Linked DNA regions of Mus musculus: region 1 is linked to region 2. The links are chromatin contacts, called in public HiChIP or PLAC-seq maps. All regions are on one chromosome and are shown on one strand. The core of a region is the stretch at or near the end of the contact, and the rest is flanking DNA. Distances in the headings are between cores, read along the strand shown.

What was found. HiChIP or PLAC-seq counts read pairs in DNA pulled down with a chosen protein or histone mark.
Region 1: a FOXA1 HiChIP or PLAC-seq map of pancreatic cancer cells shows a contact between it and region 2. The contact joins the promoter of Ifi204 here to the promoter of Dusp23 in region 2. A contact is called at or near these places in 1 of 39 promoter capture datasets (pre-B cells) and 1 of 115 datasets of contacts at active chromatin or transcription factors (pancreatic cancer cells).

What each region holds. Positions count from the first base shown.
Region 1 is chr1:173,764,424-173,768,459 of GRCm38.p6, reverse strand. Ifi204 (interferon activated gene 204) reads left to right here and starts at 1,541. Exons shown (of 9, transcript NM_008329.2): 1 at 1,541-1,649.
Region 2 is chr1:172,631,115-172,635,372 of GRCm38.p6, reverse strand. Dusp23 (dual specificity phosphatase 23) reads left to right here and starts at 2,399. Exons shown (of 2, transcript NM_026725.2): 1 at 2,399-2,757; 2 at 3,547-4,258. The coding sequence starts at 2,491. The coding sequence ends at 3,732. It overlaps Gm35601 (a long non-coding RNA gene), which reads right to left and starts at 2,393. Exons shown (of 5, transcript XR_001779542.2): 1 at 2,232-2,393.

The sequences.
Region 1 (4,036 bases), core at 292-2,791, 1.1 Mb before region 2:
TCCTTAAGGGCCAAGAACTATAACACCTCAGCTGTGACACCAGCCACTCTCGAGGTCCCAGGGTCACAAAGGCACTGTCTGTTTGAAACTGTCTTTCATCTGCTGCTTTCAGAAGTTCATTATGAAAACTTCCAAGTACCTTGTTGGCAGTTGGTGGTTAAATCCCAGAACCACAAGCTGTTGGGAACTAAAAAGGGGGCCCAGGGGAAGAGGGGGAAGAGAAAACCCACACCCCCAGAGTTTTACCTATTCTCTGGTCTGTCAGGTGTGGGAGAGCTGCCATACACTTTCCACTCAGCCCTGGGTGGGCATTCAAACCTCTGACCCACTCTTCAGGGGGTGGCCAAGGGGCAGCCCTACCTGGGATCCCTTGAGCTACTTTGCTAAAGCCACTATGGTTATAGGAGGGAAGGATGGCAGAAGAGAGGTTCCCAAAACTTGCGAGAGTGAGGGTAGCAGATTTTGATGAGCAGAGACTCTTTATGGTTTTAGAGCTTTATTATAGAAATGTAGGGGTATAACAGAGAAGCTAGAAAAAGAGAGAGAGAGGAGGGAGAGAGAGAATAGGGAAGGAGAGAGAGAGAGAGAGAGAGAGAGAGAGAGAGAGAGAGAGAGAAGGCTAGAGAGAAAGAGAGTAAGAGAGAGAGAGGAGAGGAGAAGACAAAGAGAAAGGAAAGAGGAGAGAAGAGTGAGAGAAGTGAGAGTTAAGAGAACAAAGGAGTAAGAGAAGAGACAAGTAAGATAGCAAACAGGGGCTGAACAGCCCTTTTTATGGTCTTTACTGTTGCTAGGTAACTGGGGAGGAGTTTAGCCTGAAGGTCAGAAGCTTGGGCCATTGCCTACATGACTTCTACCCATGCTTCTCTTGTGGGGTCTGTGGGGGGAGGTAACTTAGGTAGGAGCCAGAGTTCCAGCAGCATAAGGGAATGCCTACTGTGTCATGTAGCTGAATTATCACCCTTTGGAGTTCAGACCTCAGCTCAACTGGAGACCAGCCTGTCTGTGCAAAACCTCAAAACCACAATTCTCTGGCTTCCGAAGGGCTTGATACTTATAAACCCTGAGCGTATTAGACTCTTCCCTGGGCCTTGAGTACTTTACTACAATAAAAAAAACTCCACCTTAGCTGTCCAGGACTCCTATCTAAGTAGAGCAGAACCTTGGTCAGCTAGTTTTAACACCTTGATCTGGTTGTACCATGTATGTGAATTTTGTGTCTAGTGGCCAGTGTACATCCGTTTGCTACAAAAGTTGTAAGGTTAGGGCTTTCTTATTTAGTGAGATTCATCAGAAAAGAATGTGAGCCTGACTAAGCTGTGATTTTTTTTTTCATAGTGACCACAGTGTTTACAGGAAGTTAAGATGTTTCCAAAGCCAGGGAAATTGAAAGCTATGAACGAAACTGGGAGGAGGCCTGGCTGATTCAGCACTTCTCACCCAAGGGAGACAGCACAGGGAGAGACAGCCAGTGCTGTTCAAGAAATGAAACAACTCTGAGAGTGTTGTAATCACTACCATCTTCCTTTACACCCAACTGTTCAGTTTCTTATTTACTGACTTAGCTGCCTACCTACTCAAGCCAAGCAGGCCACTTCTTGACCCGGTGAAGGTCTCAGGATCTGTACATCACTGCAGAAATATCCAGGAAGGTGAGTTCTGTTTGTTTCTTAAACATGTGATCAGATCTATCTGTGAAATATAAAAGACCATAGAAAAAAATCAGTGTTGAATGGTGGAGGACCAAGGCTGGTGCCAGCTGCACTCACAGCCTTGAACCTGCTGTAGCTGGTTTCCGATGCTTCACTAGGAAGACAGCCGATGACAGAATAAAGATGCCTCCTCTATTCCTATGACTTTTCATGAGTTAGTGTTTATCACTGTTCTTCATTTATCTTCACTAGAGAAGACATGGGAGTAAGGTGTTTGTGGTGAAGGACTGTGTAAAAGACAAGACAGAAACAAAAAATATTGATAACTAAAATCATGTTAAATGAAAACCACACTTTCCAGTTTTGTGAATATACAAAACTGAGATTCATATAAAACTTGAGAACTCTCATTAGCCTGTAGAGAAAAATGTCCCACTTTTGTTAACACAGTTATTTAAATAGACTGTGGACATTTTTATGTTTAGCTCTCCTCTTAGCTCCCTTCTATATCAGATGTTAGAGACAATATTTGCCATACTCTCTTCTTCATGCCATGATGGAGGTGAATACTAATGAGGAAAGTTAAACTTGTTCACTGTCACTAATTTCTTCTGTAATTTTTCTAATTTTTTTATCCTGTTTTGCCTAAATTTTAGTAGTTGAGATATGCATAAATTTTAAACCATAGTCATAGACAATATCATACCTGTTTAAATACATATTATTGCTTGTTAATGGTTCTGTTTAAAGAATAATTTCATTATCCAAGCCTGGTTTCCAATAACTTGGCACATAGCTGAGGCCAGCCTCAAACTTACAGTCCTCTTGCCTCTGCCTCAGCTTCTGTCTTTCCCTCAGACTCTGGGGCCTTGAATCATAGACACCCACTGCCATGACCCTCTTTAATGTCTACAATTAATTTTGTATTTTACTACATAGTACTATTTAATGTCCTGGGAGTAATGTTGTAAAACTAAAATTTGTTATTATTTGGTAATTATATAATTAAAATTGTTTCACTTTTCTTGGGTTGAAATCTTTCATTGTTAAGTAGTGAACCTCCAGGCTTTATGATGTTTCTTGGATGGTCCTTACCTATATTAGCAGAGAATTTTGGTGCCTTTAAATTGCTCTTTCAGCATCAAATTTTTCTAATATGTTTAAATCCATCAAATAGTATTTTGTCAGCAATTCGAAGGTATTGTATTTTTCTAAACCACTTTAAAAATTGTATCATTTTTTGCTTTTTTTTTGTTTTGATCTATTTTGCTTTTGTTTTTTAGACAAGGTCCCACTATGTAGCATTGATTGGCTTAGAAATGACTATGTAGTCCAGGATGGCCTCAAATTCAGAGATTTCTGCCAATCCCTGCCTTCTAAATGCTGTATACTTTTACATTTTTAGTTTAAATGACTTATTAATTTTTCTAGCTTAAAGATTTTTATATGGCACATTATAAAGCCAATTTGCACTTACAATGTGTAGTAGTCTAGTCCAAGTAACAAACATTTCCTTGTCTTCAACAATCAATAATTGTATGTGTTAGGATTTCCTATTTTGGGATGAGACCTGTGCTGAGTTTTGATGTCCTTTACTGAACGTCTTCATTTTTCCAGTGCTGCTGCCTCTTGTCATCCCTACTGACCACTATCCCGTTTCATTCTTGTACAAAGTTTATTTTTGTAAATAAATGAAACATGAGATGTTTCTCTTCCTGTACCTGCCATGTTTTACTTAACATACTTATCACCCGTTTCAGTCAAATTCAATCAAACTTCAAATGACAGAAATTCATTGCTTTGAATGGCTAATGAATACTTGATGTGTGTTTTGGGGGAAGATGTGAGAAATTATATACAAATCGCAATATGTATGTGGAAACCACAGGACAACATTGGGGAGTTGTTTCTTTATAAAAGTTCCAGGTAGCTGGGTGTGGTGGCGCACACCTTTAATCCCAGCACTTGGGAAGCAGAGGCAGGCGAATTTCTGAGTTCTAGGCCAGCCTGGTCTACAGAGTGAGTTCCAAGACAGCTGGGACTACACAGAGAAACCATGTCTCAAAAAAACAAAACAAGAACAAAAACAAAAGTTCCAAGGATCTAATCTCAGGCCATAAGGCTTGCACAGCAGACTCTACTTTATGACCTTTTAATGTATACTTAGCATGCGTGGTGTGTGTGTGTGTGTGTGTGTGTGTGTGTGTGTGTGTGTGTGTGTGTGTGTGTTTCATTTATGTTTGGAGTAGACTCTCACAATTGAGAACAGTCATGTGCTCCTGATCCTGCTATTTCTACTTCTACAGGACTGGACTTTCATGCATGTACCATGGTACCTGAGTTCTCATTTTCTTTATAACTCATCCACTAAAAGATACTTACCTTAC
Region 2 (4,258 bases), core at 1,150-3,649:
CAAGAAAGATCCTGTAGATAATGTGTAAGAGACTGCCGAGGTTGCAGGAAGCCTCGCCAGGAGCCCAGCAGTGGCTTTTCTTACAGAAACCCTCAGCTGAGACAGAAAATTAAAGGAGACACCTGCAATGGGACACAGCTCAGACATGGACCCTGAGCCCTTCTCTCTCTAGAAGATGAAGGATGAGCAGACAAGGGAGAGCAAGTCTTCACTCGGAGCTAACTGGCCTTTCCACAGGCAAGCCTGCGTAGGAGGGAGGATGATGGACGACCTTTCAGCCTCAGAGACCCACAGGAGAGAGGACACACTGAGAGCAGCCTAGGGGCTCATTAGAGAAGAGAGTCTGCCTCCCACTGGAGAAGACAGGCTTGGAGCTGGATAGGAAGGAGATAAGAGACGTGCACGGAAGGGCGAGGAGAGACGTGGAAAGTTCTTCCCTGACACGTGGAAGGTAGACAGAGAAAGCAGAGAACCCAAGAAGTGATCTGCCCACACGGACAGTTCCTGGAAATGTTACTTCCAGACACAGCTGTCTGCCGTCAAGGTTCGTTCCCACTGAGCCAGAGCAGGCAATCCACCTCGGAAAGGAGAAATCCTTCCATTTTGCTGATGCCGTGGACAGCCCTCCCGCTGCCCGGTTGCTGAAACAATGGACTCCACGATCCTGGAATTTCCCCCGAGAGCCTCACGCAGGAGAAGGGAAAGACTGGGAGCCTGGTGTTTGAGAGATGGGGAACTTGTCTCCTTGTATGAGAGACGAAAGCAGAGGCTAGGGTGAAGGGGGGCATGGAGAACCACACCTTGACCAGGAACACTCAGTTATACATAACTCTTACCTTCTACCTAAGCCTAATCCTCATACCAGGACCCTAAAGATAGACTTGGGTGGTAGGGACTGGACCTCCTTGTTTCTCTCACTAATGTAGCACACTGAATAAACCACCTCCCGCTTTCACTAGCAGGTTTATTTAATTGGCCCATTGAAGAGACAAGTAGCCCATCTTGGCTTGTTATGGCTCCCAAGGCCCAGATTTTCACCCTAATGACCAGCAACCAAGGGAGGGTAGGATGTCTTCATACCCAGGTCTTGTGGGCTTAGGTCAGTATGTCCCTAGGCCCCCGGTTAAGAAAATACCCAGGGTTTTAAACACAAAATGTTTGGAAGAATGTGAAGATGGCTGTGTAACACTGTCATTTCCTGGATGACTGTAGGAAAGTGTGCCATTAAAAGATTCTGGAGAGGGGGACAGAACAATGGCTCAGCAGTTAAGAGCACTGGCTGCTCTTCCAGAGGTTCCATCCCCAGCACCTACACGGCAGCTCACAGCTGTCTGTAACTCCAGCTCCGGGAGTCCTGACACCTTCACACAGATACACATGCAAGCAAAACACCAATGTACATAAAATAAAAATAATAATAATTTTTAAAACAAGATTTCGGAGCTGGAGAGATGGCTCAGCAGTTAAGAGTACTGACTGCTCTTCCGGAGGTCCTGAGTTCAAATTTGAGCAACTACAAGTTGGCTCACAACCAGCTGTAATGGGATCCGATGCCCTCTTCTGGTGTGTCTAAAGACAGCTACAGGGCACTCATATACATAAGATAAACATTTTTTTAAAAGAGAGAGAGATTCTGGAGAATGGTATCTTCCTTAGCTTCCTCGGTGCCTCAGTTTTCTCATCTCTAAAATGGGGTTACTGTGATCACCTACCTTATGGCGATTAATTAACATATATAAAAAGTATTTGCACAAGTACCTAACACAAAGCAAAAGCTTAAATGTTGTTAACCCTTATGTTGTTGATAGTGGTTACTATATTACCCTGAGTACCATTTCCAGTGCCACATATTTCCCCACCCCCCATCCTTTAACTACTGTCGGCAGTAGAAAAATAAAACTTTCTATTGTCTGGGACATAGTAGTTCCCTCTTACTTCAAGAACTCAAGAAGACAGCAACCATGACTGCTTGGTCATTGAAGAGATTACCTACTCACACCCGCGCCCAGGCAGAAGTAGATTTTTCTATCACTATTTAAACCCCTTGTATAAAAACTATGAAGAGACCAGGCCGTTAGGCGGCTGGCCCACGATGCAGTAGCTCCAACGCACCACCAGGGAGCAGCAGAGCCCAGCCCTGGGCTGTTTTCTCTACAGGAGCAATTAATTGGTTCCAGGCTTCCTTAGTGCCTTCACTCCCCGCTGCAATAATCACGCTTGTTGTTGATTACCCAGCCTATCAACGAGTGCCCTGCTCGCGTCCGTTGGGCTGTAGGGTTTCTCTGCCTGCCTTGGAGCCGTCTTAGCCCCGCCCCCGCTGTTCAGCCAACCCTGGGTGGGGAGGAGCGTCACGGGGGAGGGTCCAAGAGACTACGTGGCCCGCTAGGGCAAGTGCTGAGCGGGGACGGAATCCAGCCCCAGAGGGGGGGTGACCCAATCTCCCGGCAGAGTAGGAAAGGCCAGCCTCGCCCTGAGTAAACTCCCCCCACGATGGGCGTGCAACCCCCCAACTTCTCCTGGGTGCTTCCGGGACGGCTGGCCGGACTGGCGTTGCCCCGGCTGCCCGCGCACTACCAGTTCCTGCTGGACCAGGGTGTGCGGCACCTGGTGTCCCTGACGGAGCGCGGACCCCCTCACAGTGACAGCTGTCCCGGCCTCACGCTGCACCGAATGCGCATCCCTGACTTTTGCCCGCCGTCCCCGGAACAGATCGACCAATTTGTGAAGATCGTGGACGAGGCCAATGCCCGGGGAGAGGTCAGCACGCTCGTGAGCCAGAGCGAGAGGGCGGGGCCTGGAAGGAAATGAGTGGGCGGGGCCGGAGCTGGAGTCCGAAAAGAGTGGGAGAGCCTGGGGTTGGGGGCGGGGGTGACAGGGCTAAGTGGGGTGGGAGCTAGATGGACCCACTCCCTGACTAAAGTCAACTATGCTGCTAGGAGAGGTGGTGCCAAGTAGGCTGGAGAGAGAGTACTGTCAAGTGAAATCCTTCCAGGAGTCCAGGGAGCGCCTATGTCAGACGGAATCAGTTCAAAGCCCTTTTACTAGAGGTCCAAATGTCATAGAGACACACTTGTAATTTTAAATTTTACTAGCAGCTACGTTTTAAAAAAAAAACAAAAACAAAAAACGAAAAAGATGAAAAAGAAGCAGGTGAAGTTAATTTTGTACTAATCCAATAAGTCAAAAATATTATTTCAACATAGAATCAATATGAAACAAATTATTAATGAGGCATGTCCAGTCTTTTTCATGCCGCATCTTCAGGGCCTGGTAAGTATTTTGCACCTCAGCTCAGTTTGGACTGACACATTTCAGGAAAAATAGCACCACAAGTGGCTGGATGTACTATACAAGACAGCACAGGATAGAGGCCAGGCGATGTAGGCTGAGAGCCCAAGTTGGAACCAGCCATTCCAGAGGCCTCCTAGTCACCTGTCCTCCCACAGCTTTGATGTCACTTCTTGGAGAGCCTGTGATGTGTGGGGTGAGGACAGGGGAGTATTGGGGAGGGCATTGGACTCTACTCCATCAGTCTCCACTTCACAGGCTGTTGGAGTGCACTGTGCCCTAGGCTTTGGCCGCACTGGCACCATGCTAGCCTGCTACTTGGTGAAGGAGCGGGCTTTGGCCGCAGGAGATGCCATTGCTGAGATCCGGCGCCTGCGACCAGGATCCATTGAGACGTATGAACAGGAGAAGGCCGTCTTCCAGTTCTACCAGCGAACAAAATGAGGACTTCAACAGCCCGCCTTTCCCCCTCCCCAACTCCTGCGGCCAGGGAGGAAGGGGAGTGAACTAAAGTACTGCATCCTTCAGGTCCCTCTGACTCCTATTGGACAAAAGTAGTCCTTCCCCAAAGCCATAACGTGGCCGGCAGGATGGCCGAGACCCCACAAAAATGAGGTAATAACTGATAAGAACTCATCACCGCTGCATAGCATGTACACAGCACTCCCAATACATCTGGGTGGTTGAAAAGACAAAAAAAAAAAAAACAAAAAAAAAAAAAAAAAAACCACTTCTGTTCTTTGGATGAGGTGTCTAGAGTTCAGAAAGGCCTCCGGTCACAGTTCTGGGAAACAGAAGGATAGGCCAGGACTCCAGCACACACCTTTGTCATCCTGAGGATGATGGGATTCTAAGTGCTGTTCCCTGACATGTGATAGAGGAGAACTGGTCAGTGAAGGAGACCCATGTCCCTGGCCACATGGCCTCCAAGCAGCCTCAGGCCGCTGCACTCCTACACCAGCAGTGCCCC